Regions from separate parts of the Mus musculus genome. Here all the other regions are linked to region 1. The links are chromatin contacts, called in public HiChIP or PLAC-seq and promoter capture Hi-C maps. All regions are on one chromosome and are shown on one strand. The core of a region is the stretch at or near the end of the contact, and the rest is flanking DNA. Distances in the headings are between cores, read along the strand shown.

Evidence for each region. Promoter capture Hi-C pulls out the DNA fragments that hold promoters and counts their contacts. HiChIP or PLAC-seq counts read pairs in DNA pulled down with a chosen protein or histone mark. Capture Hi-C pulls out chosen DNA fragments and counts their contacts.
Region 2: a promoter capture Hi-C map of liver shows a contact between it and region 1, with 2.2 times the contacts expected there. The contact joins the promoter of Cwf19l1 here to the promoter of Sfxn3 in region 1. A contact is called at or near these places in 1 of 39 promoter capture datasets (hippocampal neurons), 1 of 484 Hi-C or Micro-C datasets (B cells), 3 of 115 datasets of contacts at active chromatin or transcription factors (astrocytes, bone marrow-derived macrophages and large pre-B cells) and 2 of 9 other capture datasets (adipose tissue and liver).
Region 3: a contact with region 1 is called in an H3K27ac HiChIP or PLAC-seq map of extraembryonic endoderm stem cells, with 5 times the contacts expected there. The contact joins the promoter of Armh3 here to the promoter of Sfxn3 in region 1. A contact is called at or near these places in 2 of 39 promoter capture datasets (the 3T3-L1 cell line and embryonic stem cells), 1 of 484 Hi-C or Micro-C datasets (the G1E-ER4 cell line), 5 of 115 datasets of contacts at active chromatin or transcription factors (embryonic stem cells, epiblast stem cells, extraembryonic endoderm stem cells and 2 more) and 1 of 9 other capture datasets (adipose tissue).
Region 4: a promoter capture Hi-C map of pre-B cells shows a contact between it and region 1, with 3 times the contacts expected there. The contact joins the promoter of Kcnip2 here to the promoter of Sfxn3 in region 1. A contact is called at or near these places in 3 of 39 promoter capture datasets (liver and pre-B cells).
Region 5: a contact with region 1 is called in an H3K4me3 HiChIP or PLAC-seq map of forebrain, with 3 times the contacts expected there. The contact joins the promoter of Ldb1 here to the promoter of Sfxn3 in region 1. A contact is called at or near these places in 6 of 39 promoter capture datasets (the 3T3-L1 cell line, cranial neural crest, embryonic stem cells and 3 more), 1 of 484 Hi-C or Micro-C datasets (myocytes), 9 of 115 datasets of contacts at active chromatin or transcription factors (astrocytes, cardiomyocytes, embryonic forebrain and 6 more) and 1 of 9 other capture datasets (pancreatic islet).
Region 6: a contact with region 1 is called in an H3K27ac HiChIP or PLAC-seq map of regulatory T cell precursor, with 6 times the contacts expected there. The contact joins the enhancer-like site here to the promoter of Sfxn3 in region 1. A contact is called at or near these places in 1 of 39 promoter capture datasets (cranial neural crest), 6 of 115 datasets of contacts at active chromatin or transcription factors (astrocytes, bone marrow-derived macrophages, embryonic stem cells and 3 more) and 3 of 9 other capture datasets (adipose tissue, liver and pancreatic islet).
Region 7: a contact with region 1 is called in a promoter capture Hi-C map of pre-B cells, with 3 times the contacts expected there. The contact joins the promoter of Chuk here to the promoter of Sfxn3 in region 1. A contact is called at or near these places in 1 of 39 promoter capture datasets (pre-B cells) and 3 of 115 datasets of contacts at active chromatin or transcription factors (double positive thymocytes, embryonic stem cells and memory CD8 T cells).

The regions. Positions count from the first base shown.
Region 1 is chr19:45,045,968-45,048,920 of GRCm38.p6, forward strand. It overlaps Sfxn3 (sideroflexin 3), which reads left to right and starts at 1,609. Exons shown (of 11, transcript NM_053197.4): 1 at 1,609-1,923. It also overlaps a transcript of Pdzd7 not described here.
Region 2 is chr19:44,134,425-44,137,271 of GRCm38.p6, forward strand. Cwf19l1 (CWF19-like 1, cell cycle control (S. pombe)) reads right to left here and starts at 1,452. Exons shown (of 14, transcript NM_001081077.1): 1 at 1,342-1,452. The coding sequence starts at 1,364.
Region 3 is chr19:45,997,154-46,000,286 of GRCm38.p6, forward strand. Armh3 (armadillo-like helical domain containing 3) reads right to left here and starts at 1,335. Exons shown (of 26, transcript NM_198296.2): 1 at 1,263-1,335. 4930505N22Rik (RIKEN cDNA 4930505N22 gene) reads left to right here and starts at 984. Exons shown (of 2, transcript NR_152221.1): 1 at 984-1,566.
Region 4 is chr19:45,814,650-45,817,720 of GRCm38.p6, forward strand. Kcnip2 (Kv channel-interacting protein 2) reads right to left here and starts at 1,414. Exons shown (of 10, transcript NM_145703.2): 1 at 1,082-1,414. The coding sequence starts at 1,154. It also overlaps a transcript of Armh3 not described here.
Region 5 is chr19:46,043,647-46,046,626 of GRCm38.p6, forward strand. It overlaps Ldb1 (LIM domain binding 1), which reads right to left and starts at 1,665. Exons shown (of 11, transcript NM_001113408.2): 1 at 1,184-1,665. The coding sequence starts at 1,208.
Region 6 is chr19:44,284,642-44,287,795 of GRCm38.p6, forward strand. No RefSeq gene overlaps it. Among named protein-coding and RNA genes, the nearest start is that of Gm41853, 3.8 kb to the left of the region's middle. Within about 2 kb of position 1,645, at least 20 of the 459 cell types and tissues checked have an H3K27ac peak or open chromatin away from gene starts, as enhancers often do.
Region 7 is chr19:44,106,155-44,108,926 of GRCm38.p6, forward strand. It overlaps Chuk (conserved helix-loop-helix ubiquitous kinase), which reads right to left and starts at 1,323. Exons shown (of 21, transcript NM_007700.2): 1 at 1,134-1,323. The coding sequence starts at 1,238. It overlaps Cwf19l1 (CWF19-like 1, cell cycle control (S. pombe)), which reads right to left. Exons shown (of 14, transcript NM_001081077.1): 14 at 2,483-2,772.

The sequences.
Region 1 (2,953 bases), core at 359-2,858:
CCCTGGCTTCTGCACTTCCTCCTGACTTGAACATCCTGTCCCCCTCTCCCATCCTGGGCCCAGAGGAGATCGGCCCAGTTCTGCACCATCTTGGATTTGGGGATTTGTTTCTACAAGGCCATTGGGACACTTTCCTTCCATTCCTCCCTCCATTCCTCCATTGCTATTCTCAATGGAGTCATCCACCCAGTCTCCGGTCCTCATCTGACACTCAGAGAGTAGAGATGGGGGTCACAGCAGGCTCTTGAGTTTTAAAGAGAGAGAGGAGAATGGGTGCCACACAGTTTACTGCAGCATCTTTCCTGTGTGTATATGTATATGGGTAGGGGCTAGCCTCCCGAGCTGGACTTCAGGACCTGGGATAGCTGCGGTCGAGCTTGCCCCCCACCGCCACCCCCAGGTGAATGTCAGGCTCCAGGCTGCAGTTGTGAGTCTAAAGTCGCTGCAAGACTCTATCCCAGGACTGAGTGATCTTCTGGAGAGAGCCCCACAAATCGCTAGTGCAAAACCAGGGGTCACGCCCTCTAGAGCATTTCTGTAAACCAAAAAACAGACTCCCCCATGTAGGACCTCCTGCCTCGCTACCTCTAGGACTTGGCCACCTCACCTGGTCCCGTGTGCCGCCGCTGCCCTTGTCGCCCGCTGGCGGGCGCGATACAGTGAACTAAGGACCCCGCCCACGCTCCGCGCAGCTGCTGGAATAGAGCTACCCTGCGCGGTCCTGGGATCCCATTGGCTGCTGAGACCGCCAGTCATTCTCTTCTAGCACCTTTGGTAGCCTGTCCGGATTGTAGCTTCTCACCTGTCTGATACCTCTGGGCTCTGCCCGCCCCAACTCTGAACCCCAACTGGTCGTTGGAACCCAGGCTCTGGAACTGGCTGGGTTCCACTGGCTACTAGAATCACGTCTTCTCCGGGCCACGCTAGCTTCCTGAAATTGCCATCCCTTCCGTAGTCATCCCTAAGGTCTCTGTGGGAGAATGTCACAAACGAAAGAGCTGAACCTGAGCCTGAGATCAGCAGGAAGGAAAGCTGGAACATGGCTGTGTCGCCGCTGTGCCCTGGGTGCTGATGGATAAGGGATGTGTGTGTGTAATGCCTTCTTCACCTTCGGAGACACCCTGTTCTGGAAAGGCCGCACGATACAGCAGCTGATCCCAGGCCACTAGGAGAAGAATCTTTCTGATGCGCCTGCTTGGATGCAGGCAGAGATCACGGGAAACTTTGGCCGTGCACATCCCTAGGACTGGGGCGTCAGTTTGTGTACGGATAAGTGTTGGGGGTACAAAAAATTGCTGGCACAGTGGAGCTGGGGATTAGGTGGCAAAGGGGACTGGGAACACAAAAGGGGCACAGATACCACAACAATGTGGCTGGAAAGAGATGCGAATGACGAGGATCTGCAAAAGGAGCCTCTAAGACCTGGAGTAGCAGACCAGGGTGCAAGCAAGGAGAGTCCATTGCCAAGGCAGCAATCAAGTAAACAAGCAGTAATCCGAATCCCTCCGGGCGTTGCACCCTCAGAGGCCCGCCCTCCACGCCGCTCACCCGCACCCAGTGCACCTAGACTGGGTGCTGCGGGGGTGGGTGCCTCCAGAGGCAAGCTAAGGGACTGCAAGCGAAGGAGGCAAGTGGGGCGGCTCCTCCCCTTTTCTCCCTGGTTGGGAAGGAGGCCAGAATTGCTTCCCAGGACTGGGTCGGGTTTGGTCTCAACGGCCTGGTCTGGGAGAATCACTCTGGACATCCACTGTCTCGGAACTCTGCCAAGAGGGGGGGTGGGTCAGGCGAACGAGCTCAGGGAGCCCCCGCCCTTCCCTGCTGCTCAGCGTCACGCGTGACGTCTCGGTGATGGCTGGGAGGAAAGCGGAGAGCGGTGAGGAAGGCGGGTCTGAGAGCTTCTAGAGGCTGAAAACCCCGGAAAGCGTGAGTGCCTGCTGCCTTGGGAATCAGCAAAGTGGAGGGGTGAGGGCTTGGGCTCAGAACAGAAGGCTTGCCTTGAGAGAGGTGCTCTCTCTTATGGGAATTCCATATTGCGTGGTCTGTTAGGATCTGTAGGGCACAAGGAGGGGTTGGTTGAGGCTGTGTGTTAGGCATGCTTTCAAATGTCTGCAACTGATAGATATGGCTGAGCGTGTGTGTGTGTGTGTGTGTGTGTGTGTGTGTGTGTGTGTGTAACGGTACTCTGGTTGGTTGACTAGTGTATACAGTGTGACTCTAACCTGTTTGTGTGCTGGGGAGGGCGTGCCTGTCTTTGTGTATAAGTATGTGAAAGTCGGGTGGGGACGGTGTCTACTGTGAGGGAGGAAGTGGGGTTGGAGGGTATTAGTCACTCTGCAGGATTTTTGCCTAACACAGCCAGATGGCTGTTCTTGGCATTCCTTTTTGTGCTGGGCGGAGGGGCATCCATTGAATCTCGCCCTTTCCTGAGGTTTTTCTGAGGCTCAGAGAGAGTTGGGTGGGTGCCTGCGTCAGTTCTATTCAACCCAGGACCAGGGAGAGCCCGGAGTTATTGTGTAGGAGTGGAAGCAAGTGGGTTTGAGGAGGCTATGTGGGTGCTCACATGTTCACAAATGGCTGCCACTCCAGTGCTGTTTGAGATCTGGTACGGATCAGCCCTCAGGTGCCTAATGTCTCCTCCAATCAGGGGCTTGAGTGTGGGCTGCCTTCTGTCATTTTTCCAAACAGCCTTGGAAGTTTTTATCTAAGTCTTGGGGCAGCTGGGGCCTGAAGCTGGAAAGGGCTTGGGTGTGTTATCCATGTTCTGTGCTCCTATAGCAGGAGCTCAAGATAGCTGCCCCAGATTAGCTGCTGCTGGGGAATCACACACACACACACACACACACACACACACACACACACACACACACTCACACACACGTAAATCTGGCATCAGGCCACAGCGTCAGGAAAGCTATATTCTTGGTTCTGGTCTTCCCTCCGGCTCTTAAGTGGC
Region 2 (2,847 bases), core at 202-2,701, 910 kb before region 1:
AACATTACACAGTGCCTCGTTTCCTGTAGAAAGAGTTTTCCTCCGGTTCTGGCCTGTCTTCCCAGTACTTTCTCTAAGTTTTCCTAACTAAACTCTCCCAAACTGCAGATTGATCACTCTGCCTCTGCTAGGCTCTAGGGAATTCTCTTTCCTAAGAGCCCCATTGTGCTCAACCTCAAGGCTTTTCCATCCATCAAGGCTGAGTCTCTGTAGCCTCCTGGTGGGCTGAGAAAGCCACTTTCTCAAAATCTCAGAAATCCATATACCATTTCAGAACAAATTCTGTCCTAACTATCATGCAGTATAATTTATTCTTTGAGAGCCTCTAACATCTTTTTGTTCCCTGTTGATTATCAATTCCTGACAGGTACAATCCATATTCACTCTCTGATCTGGGCCCCTTTTCAGCATTTTCTGATCCCAATGACTGAAGACAGAAATCTATGACCTTACAGTGGAGGTTTCTCACCATCAAAACATCACCAGGCCCTGTGAGTCCACCTGCTTAACAGACTATCCATTCCTGAACTTTCTCTCTGACATTGCTTTACCTAATGCTTGTTGCCTTCTACTTCGGCTCTTATTTGTTTCCCAACTTTCAAGCAGGATCACTTTCCATAACAAAAACTAGGTCACACTAAGGAGTTTTTAAACGTTTCAATGTCTTCTCTGAGTTAAATACAATAATATTTGCCAGAGTTAAATCCTCACTTTCAAAAAAAAAAAAAAATCCTCACTTTCTCATGAAAGCCTTAATTCCTTATACTAAGCCAAATATCGTTATTATATACCCTCCAGAACCATCAACCCTTTCTCTACATTTTCCGCATTCGTTAACACGTGTTATTCTAGTCTAGACTATCAGCTATCAAGGCGGGAACTGGTTTGTGCGACGCTTGTCCGCTGCTCAATACAATAGTCTTTCTAAATTAAGTCATGTCTTCGCTAACCGACCGCGCAAACAAAAGTACGCGAGGACAGGACAATGCTCATCTTGTCTGACAAAACCCATGCGTGCACCCCATGCCTGCAAGTATTTGGCTAATCAATACGTGCGACGCCGGGAGAAACGACAAGGAGATGGTGTGTCCCAGGCAGACTAGGCCTAAGGAAAAAGAAGTCCGGCTCATCAAGTTTTTAGTTCTGCCAGAGAGACTCTGAAGACACCAGGGCGAAATGAACTGGGAGGCGAGAACAGGAAGCCTCCACTCCGGCTCCCAGCAGCCCTGCGACCTCCCCTCCGTCTTCCCCTTCCGGTGTGGAGAAAGACCCCCCCACTCCTCCGCCCGCCTCTCTCCCTTTCTCCTATGTGCCTGAGTCTACCGATGCAAGGTCACTCACAGACGCAGTGGCTTCTGAGCCATCGGGAATGACAACCAGGGCTGGGACGGCCACCAAAGGCTAGAAACACGAACGCGCGCTCAAGGTTGGAACGCCGGGGCGCAGAAATATGACGTCACACCACTCAGCCAATAGAAATCACCTAGCTATGGGGCGTGTAGAGGGGTAAAAATCTCTCCGCGTTTATTTATTTATTTATTTATTTATTTATTTATTTATTTATTTATTTATATTTATTTATTTAAGGAAAGGTAACTGGAGTGAAAAGGATGGAGGAATTAAAATAGAAAAAAAATGTGTCTTATTTTGTTTGTTTTAGAAACATTTGGAATTATTGAACTGTGCGCCTGCGAGTTTGTATGGATCCCATGACTGCTAGCGCTCTTAAGATCTTTCCAACCCTGGCTGGGTTTTTTGTTTTTGTTTTAGTTTGTATTTGGGGGGAGGGGGACATGCTTGTGTGCATGCAGGTTCCTGTGGAAAGAATAGGAATCTTCTTCTATTGCTCCCAATCTTATTGAGTGAGATAGGGTATCATTTTAACCCAGAGTTCGTTGGATTAGACTAGTCTAGGAAGCCATATTGCCCAAAAGATCCCCTAATTCTGCTTCCTGAACGCTGGGATTCCCCGTGGGACCTGAAACTTACCTGTCTAGACTTACATGGGTACTAGGGATGCGAATTCCAGTCTTCATGATTTGTTATATGGGTGACTGAGACATCTCCCTAGCCCCTAAATTTTTTTTAACACATTGAAAGAATAGCTTCTATTCAGTGTATCGGCATGTCGCTACATTTTCTCTCTTGCTCACTTCTCCCCCAGTACCCAAACCCTGTCCTTCTCACTGAGTTATCTGAAAGCGAAGTGCAGACCTCAGTGTGCACCTCTCAAATACATAAAAATACCCTCCCTTAAGTTACCTTAATATTAGCACACTGAAAAAGAATTAAATTAATTCAGTAACAAGACCTAATGTACACAATGTTTAGTTCTCTGTAATTGATTGTATACATGGGGACTATTTTCATTCAGGGATTAAACAAATTTCACATTTTCATCGGGTCCTATCTCTAGTCTCTTTTTGCTTTGCTTTTGGTAAGTCGGTTTTTCTGAAGGGGCCAAGCCAACCAGCAACAGCCTGCTAAGGACCTGGAAAGGACTGTCCTGACAAGGAAAGAAACCCAAGTTACCAGAATCAAGTTGTTAAGAAAGAATCTCAAATCTCTAATTTTCTCACAATTTCTGCAGTGCTTTTGAGGGGGTTATTAAATCCTTTGCCTCATACATATTAATACCCCTGCTTTGTTGGTAACTTAAACCTTTTTCTTACTTTTTGGATGATACACTCCAGGAGTGGCTTTCAAGACTGAATCTTGAAGACAGATTTGCTAATATGAACAGCTATATGATTTCAGAGATGAGAAAACAACAGTAAAATATGAAAATGTGTCTGTGAAATTTGCCTGTATTATTGTTGCAACTTTCCTATAGGATCAAATCAATTC
Region 3 (3,133 bases), core at 85-2,584, 950 kb after region 1:
TGGGTTTTGGTTTTAGTTTTTTGGGTTTTGTTTTTATTGTGTGTGTGTGTGTGTGTGTGTGTGAGCCCGCGCTAAGCTGTTCAGGCTGGCCTTGAACTCAATGTGTATTTCAGGCAGGTCTAAGTTGGAGGCCAGTTTGGTCTACAAAGAGAGTTAACAGCAAGGGCTACACAGAGAAACCCTGTCTTGGGAGGCAAAAAAATGTAAACATGACAAGGTACAATGACTGTCATAATAAGAACACATTAAAGGCTTGCTAATTCATTAAGAAAAGAATGACTTCCTTAACTATTGGAAGAGAAGTTATCAAAACCTTTCTTAGATCTGCTATCTTGAAAGCGTTTCCATGGAAACGACCATACATACAACATTCAGTCAAAAACATACCAAAGAAGATTTCAAGTCACTCTGTCCTAAATCATGGGCAGGAGATAAGCCTAGCTTGGTGAGGTACACTGAAATCACAGCATTTGGGAGGGAGAATCAGAAGGATCGCTACAAGTTCGAGGTTAGCCTGGTCTACATAGCTAGTTCTGAACCGGCCAGGGGCCCTAAGGCTACACATATGATGGCTCTAACACTAGCCATGTTTAAACACCATGCTTGCCCTATTTTCAAGGAAAATGCACTTAAGTTTAAAACTTTTTCTAGAAAGAAAAGTTGGGGAGGTTCCGATAGTCCCGCAACATTTTATTAGGACATGGCTGAAGTATATCCACTGTCCCATTAGCCAGGGACAACTTCCCCAGTGACTATCATTCTTCACCGTACGAGGGAAGGGGTGGGTTTCCTGGCTGGCACACACTCCTCGCATGAAAGCGCAGTGGGTTTATTAACTCTGCAAAAAGTGGGTGCTAAAAACGGAAGAGCGCAGGACCCGGCATCTGAACACTTCACGGGGACCGGCCACCTCCCGTCCGAGGCGCAGCTTTCCACCAGGAGCCGACCGGCTCGGGGTCAGCCCCGCGCTGGGGTCAAAGGTCAGCGCCTCGGCGTCCCCGAGGCCCCAGCGGGACCTCCGAGAGGCCGGACCCAGCCGGTAGCGGGCGATCGAAGGCAGCGAGGCGGACTCTGAGGTCCCAGGCCCGACCCTCCCACAGCAAGCGGCCCCAGCAACCGCAGCCCTCCCCTTGCTCTGTCACCCGTGTCGCCGCGGCACACTCAGGCCCCGCCCCCAGGGCCGCCTCTGCGTCCAGGCCTAGTAGGGCGGACCCGCAGAGGTCGGCCAGGTTCGAGGACCCGGCAGGGCCCGCGCCGCTTACCGAGCCCCCGGCTTCTCTAGCACCCTAGCAGCTCGCAGGCCTGCTCGCTCCCGACTCCGGCGACGCCGCCACTGCTCCGGAATCACGGGCGCGTTCCCGACCTCCCGACACTTTTCCCCCAGGCCGCCGCTCCCCGCCGGGTCCTAAAACCCTCCGCTCTTCAGGTTCTTTCACGCCCTCTTCCTGAAGCGGGTTCAGACCACGATTCCCAGCAAGCATCGCAAAAACTACAACTCCCAACAGACACCGCGAGAGAACTAGCCCTTCACCTGAAGTCACTGGCTTTAAATCGGCTCTAGTAGAGGTTTGTTGTTGTTGCTGTTTTCGTTATTTTAAATTCTGACCAGCCTACAACCCAATCTTATGGAGGTATTTTCTCATTTGGGGTCCCCTTCTCTCGGATGATTATTCCTGTATCAAGCTGACAAAAAATTATCCAGCACAGGTGAGAGCGAGGAGCTGCAGTCTAGAAGAATATACATAGCCATGCACGATGTGTCACGTCTGTTAATCCCAACCCTTGGGAACCAGAGATAGGAGGATGAGAGGTTCAAGATTAGCTCCATCTTTATAGCAAATTCAAGGGCAGCCTGTGCAACAAGAAACCTTGTCTTTTTTTTTTTTTTTTTTTTTAGGTTTTCCGAGAAAAAGTCTGTGTAGCCCTGGCTGTCCTGAAACTTGCTCTGTAGACCAAGCTGGCCTCAAACTCAGAGATCCACCGGAGAGAGACAGAGAGATACAGTCACAGAGACACACTGGAGATATGGCTTAGCAATTAAGAACACTGGCTATTTTCACAGAGGTCCCAGGTTCAATTCCCAGCACTCAGAACTGTCTGTTACTCCCATATTCCTGTAACTCCCATCTTTCTCTGGCCTCTATGGGCACCAGGCACACACAAAGTACACATAGATAAAGGCAGAGCATCCATACACATTAAAAAAAAAAAAACAAGGGGAGAGAAAGAGAAGGAAATGGAAGAGAGGGAGAAAGGGGAGGGAGGAAGGAGCCATGCCTTGAATAATCGGGGTAAATGATTTGTATTTAGTCATTAGGTGCAGTTTCCAAAGGCTCTAACTCTTGGTCAAGAGATGCAAGGGTAGCCAGGCAGCAATGCTGCATGACTTTAATCCCAGCACCCTGAAGGCAGAAGTAGGCAGATCTCTGGGAGTTCTAGACCAACCTGATCTACAGGGCAAGTCCCAGGGCAGCCAGGATTATGCAGAGAAACCTTGTCTTAAAAGCAAACAAACAAAAAGATGGGAAGAGACCTATAGCAACAAAAGGCCCCTGGAGAAAAAACTGTTTTAGGCAGGAAGATGATATTAAGGGCACATTAGGATCAAAATGCCTGATAGATGTCCAGACAGAAATATCTAGCAGACTGCTAGATGCCGTTTATTGGTACTCAGCCCAGCTATTAGACTGTAGCTAAATTATACCTTAGAGCCATTGGCTTGGAAGTAACGGCTCAAGCCAAGAAAAAGAGGATGGCTTAGGAATGGGAAGAAGATGAGCCGAAGGCAAGGCTAACACTGAGGATAATAATACCTGAAAGGAAAAGCAAAACAAACAAACAAAAAAAAAAACCACAATGGAAGAAATGACAGTACGAACTTCCAATAAAGCTGTCAAGTGCCTCAGAGGGAAAAGGATATAGAAATATCTTTGAAACCGGGCGTGGTGGCGCATGCCTTTAATCCCAGCACTTGGGAGGCAGAGGCAGGCAGATTTCTGAGTTCGAGGCCAGCCTGGTCTACAGAGTGAGTTCCAAGACAACCAGGGCTATACAGAGAAACCCTGTCTCGAAAAACCAAAAAAAAAAAAAAAAAGAGAGAGAGAGAGAGAGAGAAAGAAAGAAAGAAAGATCT
Region 4 (3,071 bases), core at 164-2,663, 770 kb after region 1:
CACACATATAGACCCTCCCAAGGTGGGCCACAAAGTGACGGGTGTGGGAGGGGTTGGGGGGAGGGGAGCCTTCCCACACTTCATAGGCCCATAGTTTCTGTCTTTATTCTGAAGGAAAGCAAGAGGTTTAGATGAAGTTCTAATAGGGTTGCTGGTAATTAAAGAAGCTTTGCATGCTCAGAATGACCTGAGTAATTACCCTCCGGGGTAGAAACTAACCCAGGACTAACCAAAGACTCTCTACAGGGGCCAAGGGCTAGAACCCCAGGGTGGTGGGTCTCTCTTTGGGTCCTTGAGCTTTTTGCAGGAAATAGAGGGAGCAAATGGGGGGCACTAAAGAAAGACCCTTGCTAACACCCGGAAGACAGAGAGGCAAAGAGGACAGAAATGCCATTAACAGTCACAGGGGCCCCCACTGCAGGCATCATGCTTGAGAGTGGACAGCACCAAATGCTGAAACAACCCACAGCCCCACAATCACAAACACTTTTAATGAATACTCATGCCAGAAGTCTTCTTAAGGGACAGAACACCACCAAGTGACACCACTCTGGTTGTCACACGCCATTTCACACAGAATCATTCAAAGCACACAGTTGAACATGTAACAGACATATGGTTAGAACAAACTTCACTAGTGCAGCCGGGGTCCTACACAACCACACTCAAACATCTGGCAAGCCCATAAAATCGCACTGCCTCATGCAAACACACTCACCCCGGCTGTCACCAACGCTCAAGGCACACGGCAAACAGCTGTGGGAGGTGCACATACATACACAGACACACAGGAACGACAGGTGCTCCCGCACGTAACACCTCCCACTCCAGACACACTCCTAGCCCTGTGTCACACACGCCTACACCTGCTGCCTCTCTACACCTGCCCCACCTGTTCTTCCTCAGCCCCCTAGGGACCCAAAGCTTTAAATCCTAGGGTCTTGTTCCCTAGACCAGCCTGCAAGGTGCACAGGAATGGGGCAGAGTGTGCATAAGGGCCAAGCCAGGGGGCAGAGAGATGGAAGGGTCTAGGGGGATGGAGTCTGCTCACCCTCCCAGGACCCCTGAGCCACCTACTCACCCGTAAGCTGGTCATAGGAGCCGTCCAAATCTCGGGATTCGGACAAACTCTCCTTTCGGCCTTGGCCCCGCATGGCCCCCGGCGCCCCGCTCCCGCCTGGGCCGTGGGAGGGGGCGCCGGGTGGCCAGGATAGGGCGCTCACACAGTGCCCCCTGGCGGCGCAGCGACCTGCTGGGGCTGGGGGCCGGGAGTAGGGGCTGGCAAGGCTTTTCTCTGGGGAGCGCTGGATTTTAGGGCCCACCTCAGAGTCCCGGGGCAGGAGCAGGATCCTTGGGCAGCAAGTGAGAGCGGAGCAGAAGGCAGCGTGGAGCTGAGAGCCGAGCCTGAGCCCAGCCGCCTCTCCTCCGCCCCCTCCCCGCGGCTGTCACTGCCGCCTCCCCCCTTAGGCGCTGCCGGGATTGGCTCCCCCTACCCCCGCCCCCCACCCTCTGCAGCTCGGAGGAGGCACCGGGTGAAGGGGTGAACTGGAAAGTGCCGGAAGGGAGAATAGCTCTCCATCTACACCACCCACAATTGCGGGGCTTCGAGAAGAGGGGGCCAGAAAAGCCCCGCTGTGAAGAAACCCCGCCTCCAATTCTCAGGCACCTCTTTCCCTCCGCCCCCCAGTCAGCCAGTCCTGCACAGCTGGGCCAGAGCCTGGGGTATGTCTGAGTCCCTGGTTCCCTCTGCTCCTCATCTCAGCCTTATATTCTCGGTTGTTCCTCCTGCCGAGAGTTGCGTGTTCCTAATCAGCAGCCACCCTTCTCTAGCGGAATGAGGATGCAGAGCCAACCAACCCAGCCTCTGGACACGGGCTCACAGGTGGCACTGGGTACATTTGTCTATCTCAAGTTCCGGAGGGGGCCTCACTTTCTGAATGCCCTCTTCCCAGATCTGATGACTCTTCCTACCCACCCCCCTCCCCAGGCAACTGGGAAGGCAAAAGAAAGAAGTCAACTTTTTTTTTGCCCCTTTCTCTCCCCCCACCTGCTGTTCTAGACTTTGTTTTCCCGGCAGATTTAGGGAGCTTCTGAAAGGTTTGGGGATCCGAGTGTGATACAGAAGCGAGACGAGATGTCTCCCTCATTTTCTGAAGTGAGGAACAGCCCTGCACAGCCCGGCACACAGCTCCCTCTCTCTCCACCTCTTGTCTCCAGGAATGGCCTGTTAAGACCAAAGGTCTCAGCTAAAGTACCTCAACACATTGAGTCTTTTCAGTCAGATTTACTTTCCAAATACTTGAGTCAGTGAACTGTGGCGGGTGTTCCTGTATGAGGCTGGGACAGGCAGCTGCCTTAAGGAGGCCTGTCTCTGGAAGGAACGCTCCCAGAAACCTCCACAGAGCTGTCAGAGGCACCAGCCAAGCTGATTTGTAGACTCCAGGCTAAACGTCTTAGGTGTACAGGAAGGAACCCGGCAAGGGTGGGCTTCTAGTCAGGAAAAAAGGAGAGCTTTGCTTAGGGCTGCTTGTCCTAGACGGAACCGGAGGGACCTGCTCATAACATTACTCCCTTCTTTCACCCAAAGGCAAGGGAAACCACAGTTCTCTGAACTCAGCTGGCCTCTATCAAGGCCAAGAGGTCCTTTTATGACACAGGACCAATACCTGCATCAAAGAGATGACGAGGGGAAAAGACACTAACGAGACACTAAAGACACACAAATCAACTTTTAATAGCTTTGATTTGCCACCAGCTCCAGCTCCAGCTGCTCTGGGGTTTATCACCATGGGAAACACTAAAGCCTCAGGTCAAGTTATCCATCCGGGGACCCGTGATTAGAGATGACCCACCCTACAATGGCTTAAGATTCTACATCTATGCATGTCAGTGTGCCAACAGGTTCTCGAGAACGATCACACCTCTGCTCAGTCAGGGCTGGCTTCCAGGGAGGGCAAGGATTCCAGAGAGACGGATGCTGAATGCACAGGAGCCCAGGACGCCCCAGGCCTACTCTCAGCCTCCTCAGGTCCTCACTGTGCGGTTTGCCCCTGCCAACCTGGGACTTTACG
Region 5 (2,980 bases), core at 415-2,914, 1.0 Mb after region 1:
GAAGTGTGGGCCCAACCCAGTCCAACTTGGCCAGAGTCACGTGATTTCCAAAGAAGATTCTGCACTAGCAGCTTCCCTGGGGGGATTGTGTATTTGTATGAATGTTGGGGTGCGGGGATACGGCGGGGGGGGGGGGGCTCCTAGTTCTGAAGTTTAGGCTTCTCAGAATACAGGACATACAGAGGGGCAAGAGATCCAGCCAGGCTAGACCCAGGACACTGACCACTGACTTTCTAGAGAAAGCTGCCTCCATCCTGGAAGGAAGGCCAGTTTGAGGACACAGAGTTATAAGGAAGGGGACCGACTATATTCTGGGATTCTCTTTAGACTAACCTCTCCCATCACATGGCTCAACTGTTCCCTCCTAGCACTTGTGGCCTTATACCCCGACCGTACAAGAAAAATCTCAAGGCACTCTCAGACACAGGTGTTCCCTGGCAAGCTCTGATACCTGTTAGAGAGGGTTGTGATTTGAATTTGAGTCCTCAAGTTTTCACTGGGGGGGGGGTGTCAAGCATTGCTCCCCCAACTCGAATCTGCAAACCACTCTTAACTTCACGGCCTACCTGGAACTGCTACACTCCCCCTCCCACGAAGACTGAGATAGCAGACCCAAGGGCCCAATTATCTGACACCCCCTAGGAGTGCTTTTTGTCCCTCAGGAGGGCCAACCTACCCTGGCAACAGACAGGAAAAGTTAAAGGGGGGTAAGATGGGCTCCAATCAACTCCTCCCCCAAACAGCATCCTAAGAAACAGCCCGAGGGGGGGAATGTCACAAAATATGTAAGAGGCAATAAACAGCAGGGAAGGGGGGGAAACCCAAATCAGCCAATCAGAACTCTACGATGACCTGAGGGGGGGGTCAAAAGTCCAAAGTCACTTCTGATTGGCTAACACCCTGGAATTCTGGGAATTTCAGTCCCCCCCCATCCCTCCCCAGTTAGCCTCCCCCCCCTCAAAAAAAAATTACAAGCCATCCTTAGCACCCCCTTCCCGTGCCGCTGGGCTGCTGCGTATTTATACAGATGAGAAAACCCGGCCCCGATCGAGGCCCCTCTAACTCTATACAGCCCCCGACCCCCACCATGCCTTCGATGCCCCCCACATACAAATCCTCTCCAAACCAGGGGTTAGGGGGCCGAAAGGGAGGGAGGGGCCAGGCGGCCTCGAGACCCACTCACCAGGACAGGCACAGCCCACTGACATCTTCACATCGCCCGCCGCTGGGGGCCCAGCCGAGTCACGATGCCCGCCCCTCGCAGGGACAGGCCGGGCATGAGCCGCTGCCGCCGCCCGCGGCCCCCGATGCCCGCGCCGCCGGCCCGGCCCGGCCTCTGCCCGGTGCGGGCCGCCCCTGCCTGCAGCGAGGGGCCTGTCAGGCGCGGAGCAGACAGGAAGGAAGCCAGGCAGGAAGGCGAGCTGCCTCTGCGTGTGTACGCGCGGGTGTGCGTCCCCGGAGTGTGTGTCCGTGTGTGCGCGTGTGCGTGTGCGTGTCTGTGCGCTCCCGCCGCCCTCCCCGCCGCCGCCCTCGCGCTCGCTCCCGTTCGTTCGCGCGTCCTCTCCCTCTCGCAAGCGCCGGCTCTCCGGCCAGAGTCGGGCTGGGCCGGGCTTTATTAATATGCTAATTGTCCTGGTAGTGGGAGGGGAGAGCCGTGTCAAAGTGACCCGGGCGAGCGCGGCGCGAGCGGCGACGTGCGTGCGCCGCGCGGCGAGGGGCAGGGAGCGCTCCCGGGAACGGCATGCGTGTGACGCAGCTCTTAAAAAACGAGACGGAGGCAGAGACCCCGGCGAGGGCGGGCGCCGGGGAGCGGGAGGAGGCGAAGCCTCACGCTCGGCGTCCGTCCTCCGGGTGCGCGGGGTTGGGAGCGTGGCTGAGCGGGAGCGGGGATTGGGGGAGGCGGAGCCTGGGTGGGTAGTGAGGTGTACCCTCTCTCCACCCCCGGGAGGGATGGGGCGCTGACCCCTGCCTGTGCTCTTTGCGGAGACCCTGTGTGGCGCGCTCCACCCGAAGCTGGGTGGGAAAAGGAGCACTCTCCTAATTCTCAGAGCAACCCCTAGACTCATCCCCTTTCTAAATTAACCAGACCATGCCTGCTAAACCAGTTGGGACTAGAGCTAAAAGGGTTAATTAAGAAGGGACCCCACCCTCCCCCGCCTAAGGGCCTGAGGTCCGCATTTTGCAAGGGGACACAAGGGCTGTGGTATGACCATTAGGCTGGGAAGGGGGGGAGCACTACCAAAGCCATCCTTTCCTCTTGCAGGCTCTGACGCACCAGTTAAGACACTTCCCTTCCCCCACTTTCTTCTTCCAGCCCTGGAGCCTTCTACCCACCCACCCCCATCCTCCGCCCCCTGGAAGCAGCTCCCTGTTTTGGAGGTGGAGAACAGGAAACCTACTCCTTCAGTGCCCCCTACCCATAGGGGCAGAGGCCGCGGGGAGGGTTGGGGGTGGGGCATCCTGGACAGTCAGTCTATCTTCCAAAGGGAGAACCCTCCCAACCTTCAGGCAGTCCTCAAGGACTCCTCAACCCAACCCATGGAAGGGAAGAACTCTTCCATCCCTTCTCCAAAGCCCAGCCCTAGCTGCCTCATAAACAGGAAATACCTATTAGCAGGGAGGAGGGGAGCTGCTAGAAGGAGTTCGGGGGGGGGGTGTCCCCCAAGCCTTAGCTTCTCTTAAGCTTCGTGGTGTATTCCCTGGGTAGATTCTGGGGGCTGGTATTCCCTGTCTAAGGTATCTGAACTAGACTGGTTACACTGGCTTCCCTCTTCCCTTTGTTGCTAAAATGGGGATTGTTTGAAAAAGGTGTTTGATTTCCCTACCCCGATTTAGGAGTTTGCACAGCTGGCTTGACTGTCCAGGGGAGAGTTACAAAGGTGGAGGTTAAGGTGCCATGAGACCACATATCCCAACCTTAGGGGTTTTTTTTGTTTTTTTTTGTTTTTGTTTTTTGGCTAAGGAGCAAGAGACCATGGTA
Region 6 (3,154 bases), core at 395-2,894, 760 kb before region 1:
GACTCCTGTCCCTAACTGCCTCCTTGGTGGAGGGACCTGGCTATGGAGGGCGCGATTTTACGGCTTTCTGTAGGTATATGTCAGGGCTCCCATTCAAAGAAAGACCCCGCAGTTTGTCGCAGTAGAGGAAAATGTTACAGACAACACAGAGAGCAACGCGTTTAGAAGCGGTTCGGGCTGGTGTTACCCGGCCTGAAGGGGTGTGGAATGTGCAGGGGAGGCTGTGAATGCCAGCCAGGCACTCAGAGTCTAGATTGCTCCGTGATAAGGAGTCATGAGATGTACTCAAGCAGGACAGGCACATTTCTGTTTCAGAAACTTAACTGTGGTGGCCACAGCTGGGCAGAGGGGACCAGATTAGGGCTGGAAGGTCAGATCCTGGCTTCGTTATAAAAGGGAGTGGGACCTTCAGGTTTCAACCGTGCTAGTGAGAATGTCAAAGGACATCTGAGGAGCAGAATTAATGGCGCTCAGTTGGGTGGATCTAGGAGCTTAGTCTCTAAGAGCTGCAGTCCTGTCAACTTTATCTATGAAACGAATTAACTGGTTTTTACATGTTTTTTGGTTTTGGTATTTTATTTTATTTTTTGAGACACTCGATGGAGACCAGGCTGGCTTCGAACTCAGAGATCTGCCAGCCTCTGCCTCCTAAATTTAGATGGGATTAAAGGTGTGGGCCACCACATCTGGCTCTCTCTGTCATTTTAAATGTAACATTTTTATTTCAAACTATGATGATCGATCAATCTATTGTTAATCACCTCAGTATTGAGCAGACTTTCAGATATTGATAAGGTAAAGCTATTATTTCAAGGGAACAATGTATGATAATTGCCCTAATAATTCTTTGTTTTGTTTTGTTTTTGGTTTTTCGAGACAGGGTTTCTCTGTGTAGCCCTGGCTGTCCTGGCACTCACTTTGTAGACCAGGCTGGCCTCGAACTCAGAAATCCGCCTGCCTCTGCCTCCCTAGTGCCGGAATTAAAGGCATGCTCCACCACGCCCGGCGCCCTAATACTTCTTAAAGCAAATCTTAGACATTGGGGACCTTGTGTATGGCAGTTTGACAGCTTCCCGACAATGTAAGGCTTGTCTGATAAAATCAGTGGTGAGTTAATTAACATTTTTTAATCTTGTAAAGGGAAATATGCTAATATTTTGGCGCATTTCCCTAACCCAGTGAACCAAAAACACCATATTACAAAATCACACATGAATAAAAGATGGCTTGAAAATACAGGCAAGAGCTGTGTGTGGTGATGTATGCTTTTAATCCCAGCACTTGGGAGGCAGAGGCAGGAGACTCTGAATTCTGGGCTAGCCTGATCTGTATGGTGAGTTCTAGGACAGCCAGGGCTATGAACACACACACACACACACACACACACACACACACACACACACACACACACACACAGAGAGAGAGAGAGAGAGAGAGAGAGAGAGAGAGAGAGAGAGAGAGAGAAACCAGGCAAGACTAGACTAATGGATTCTTATTTTAAAGACTAAGAAACCTCAGGGCCTGGGGCACATGGCAGTAGACAGAAAAGCTGCAAGATGCCATTCCTCACCTGGACTTCACACTGCAAACAGAGCATACTTGAGGTAGAGTGCTCTGTAAACAGCCTGTGATGGGCCATGAGTACCGTGGCCTGGAGCTTTCTGACTGCATGCTTCTCACTTAGTTCATTAGCCAACTCCCATTCTCAGGCATGCTCCCCCTCCCCCAACTTGCTTTTGAGATAAACACTGTATGTTGCTTTGGCTGTTGCTTTGGCGAGCCATGATGTAGACCAGGCTGGCCTGGAGCTCACAGAAAAGAAAACTATTTAAAAATTTGGTAGAGAGATGGTATGACAGTAATCTCAGCTCTCCCTGTGTTATACAGAAGGAACCGGAGGGAGACAGAAGGCTAAGAACCTATTATCCAGTGTTAGAGCCATGGCAGCAGCAGTGAGTCCCACTTTAGGAGGGCAGATAGGGTCCTTGTGAGGTGGAGATCCTGGAGGGAGGCTCCTGGGAGAAAGGCAAGGACTTTGAGTTGAGAAAGTAGGGAAGGATGGAGTCCACCTAGTTTTGATACTCAACCCAATGTCCCAAGGAGAAAGCAGCAATTGACAATGAAGTACAGCTGATGATGAAGCCTTCTGCAATAACCCAGGAAACACAGGTCCCAGAGTCGCCCAGCCTTGTGGTCCTATGGTCCCCTGGTGTGGGTGCTGGGGTGTAGCCACTGTGGATAGGGGAGTTGAAGAAATAGGGAGATTTGGGGGATTCTGCACAGTGTCACCCAACTGTAAACTCAGGAGACTCAGACCGAAGGATAGAGAGGTAAAGGCTACATTTGATCAAAATGCATTGTGTGTGCATATAAATGTCTCACTATTTTAAAAAGTTCAACACTACCTAGGCTGCATCAGGAGGACTGACAGAGAGTCGGGGGTTGGGTGGGGGTTGTGAGCTCAAGGGATGGGTTTCTAGTGGACTTTGTTCACCTTAAAAGTCTCTTGGCAGCCAAACTTGGCTGCGCAAACCTTTGGTGTTAGCTCTCAGGAGGTAGAGGCAGAGAGATTCTGAAAGTTCAAGGCCAGTAGGGTCTGTATAACAACTTCTAGGCTGGCCATTAGGGAAAAACAACAAAAGCCCCTCCCAGTTCTTTTTCTTGAGATAAGGTTTTAAGTAGCCCAGGCTGGCCCTGAACTTCCTCTACCTCCTGAGTGTTGGGATTACAGACGTGTTCTACCATAGTGGGTTTTACTCAGCCCTGAGAACCAAATCTCAGGCTCAGTGAATACTGGGTAACCCACTCTACAAATCTGAGAATATATTTGCTTTTGTGTTACAGCCAAGTTAAACCTGCATATAACTTAGAAGGTGAAATAATTTCATTAGGCTTGTTTTGGACATTTTGTTCCTCCCCATCGTGTTCCCCAGAAGAACACCTTTAAATTATTTTGAGCTGACTCTAGAGCATTCCTTTCTGTAGTCTTAAATACATGCTTACATAGCTGAAGAATTCCATTTTTGACCTTGCACCTTGGAAGACTGAAATGTAATGTTAAAACAACCACCGCTGTGGTGACCACCATCGGCGCAAGCATTTGGGAAGGAACCTGCACACTGCATTTTCTCCAGCCTCTCAGTGGCTTCACCAT
Region 7 (2,772 bases), core at 73-2,572, 940 kb before region 1:
TTTCTAATTAAAACGTATTCCTCATATATGATGTTCCAGAACACCATTTTTATCTTACTGCTCCTTTTATAAAAGTCCAAGTAATGAGGGTTGCCATAACTTGACAGTGGAGAGCTATCAGCGGAATTACAGTACCTATCTTGTACTTCCTAACGTCTCTGTTACCATCTGACTCAACTCTCAAGCAGGCCCAGAATGTATGTATATTCTTCTAAATATTTTACAGTCAACAAATCCTATACTACAATGATTGGTGTTCAAGATCTATTCCTTACACCCTTCAGGAAAGCAAAACCCTCACTAATAATGCACTGGCTTGTATTGATATGATTTTTTTTTCCGGAGAAAAGATGCGTTTTACTGACTTTTCAAAAGACCCACAACTCAAACATGATTAACTAGGGCTGAGGCTGTAACCCAACGGTAGACCATTTGCCTAGCATGTGCAAGGTCCTGTGTTCCACCCCGAACATTAACAACAACACGTTAAAGTAAGAAAAGTGACTGTTAGTTTGAAAACCTTTTAAGGACAGGAATAACTGCTGTTGTAACGGTTACATGTTCTTCGATAAATCAAAACAAATTTCCTGAGCCTGATCTTAGCTGTCTTCTGCAGAACAAACCCCTCTATTTTCTTTCCTCCGAAGCAAGGATCGATTTCATCATCTTACCCTCACCCTGGTTTTTACCTGAAACGCTCCAATTCCAAAGTCTGTCAATGTTTCCCAAGGGTCAACTCTGGACACACCCGTAAGGTTTCTCGTCTAGTCCAGTCTCCAGTGGATCACACCGCTCGCTCCCGAGGGAGTGTGAGCAGGCACACGGAGACACACACAACACACATACACAAAACACACAACACGCATCGGCACTCGACTTTGTACAGACTCCTCATCACCACACACAGCTGCAACAGCTGCCTGTCACTCACTGCCCGGGGACCTCCGACACACCTGGACCGCGGCCACCCAGGCTCACAAGCGCAGGATGCTCCATCGCTCGCCCTCGCTCACTGCCCCAGCCCCCAGCCCCGTCCAGGGTCGCGACCACCACTCCTCCCACCTTGACTGACAGCTCGGGTCCCAGGGACGCCCAGACAGAGCCCGCGCCACGGCTCCCGCCCCCCGCCTCACCCGGTGCTGGTACAGACTGACGTTCCCGAAACCGCCGGTGCCAAGCCGTTCCCGCATCTCCCAGGGGCCGCCCGCGCCCGGCCGCAGCCCCGGGGGCCGCTCCATGGGGCGGGAGCGCCAGCCGCCTCAGGCAACGCCGCCGGTCTAAGGCCGGTTCCGGGCCGCCGAGGCTTGCGGAGTCCTCCGTCTCGCGAGACTGCGTCACTTCCGCTAGCTTCCGCATGCAGAGTCCCGCCCCGAGCTCCTGGAATCACCCTGGGATTGGTGCTGCCGGAAACTGGGCACCAGCGGCTTGCCCTGGGCAACTTCCAACCTGCGAGGACCATCGTGCGTGCGGTTCCTATTTATTTTATTTTTGTTTGTATAGATATTTTTTAATTAGTTCTTTGAAGGTTTCATACAACGTGTTTTTATTTAAAATAGATCTCTCTCCAAACTCTAAAATCCACATTGTCCCTACCTCATTCACATTTCATCTTTTTGAGAGCCCTGCCCTCTGCCCCTCGAATCCTACCACACTCGCCGGTCGGCACCGGTTAAGGCCACCATAAGTATTAAAGAAAACTGCGCTAACCGCCCTGTTGATTCATTAGCCTTGTAAATCAGAATCTCTCCATAATCCCAAACCAACCAAGGATGTGACTTATTCCAGAGTGAAAACTCTTCTTCGCGACTTCGTGAGTCTCCCTACCGACCTTACTGTTTATCAGCCTTGTTCTCTCCGACTTGAGTTGGAATTGTTTCTGAGGTGCACCACAGGGCTATAAAGACAAGCCTGGAGGAGCTCTCGGTCCAGAGAGGCATACTTCTGAGTGGTGGGCTGCACAGGGAAAGCCAACCCACCTAGCCATTTGAGTGGGTTATCCACTTCATGGACTCTAGGTGTCCTGTTCTGAGACAGGATCTCAATACAGTCCAGCCTGGACTAGAACGTATTTCTCCGTCTTTCCAAGACTGGGATTACAAGCTTGTACCGGGCTGAAGCTAGCGATGCTAATAACTCAAAAGTGTAAGAGTCAGCATAAAATCAAATTCTCAACGTCAGCATGCAATTCGATGTTGTGGGTCACTAATAGTGAGTGGTATTCGATAAACTGGTTTCTATTATTTTCATATCTTTCATGGAATTGGAATATTAAACTTGAAGGTAATAGAAATGAGGCTCTGAGAGAGCATCTTTAGAGCAGAGGAGACGGTCATGTAACAGGATGAAACCTCATTTGCTGTGTATGGTAGAGCCAGGAGTGACAGGTGGGATGCAGTTTCATAATTTGTACTCGAGGGATGCTGAAAACTCCAGCCAAGATAATTCTGTCTAAATTACTCAAACTGGTTTCTACAGTGAGTTTGCTTTTTAAATATTCTATAATTAAAATGCAACTCAAGGTTTATTGCTATAGCCCTGTTTGACTTGGAACTCATTATGTAGACCAGGCTGGCCTTAAAACTCACTGGTCTGCCTGCAGAATGCTAAGATTAAAGACCTGGCCTTTTAATTTTTTTAACTGTAAAATGGTTCCTGTCAGGCTCCACAATCTTCAGGTTTCCAAGACTGTTTTAGTTTTTTTGTTGTTCAGAAACAAAATGGAGGTCAGGAGATTTTTATGAGAACAAAGTGAAACTGTTCGTGGTCTATACA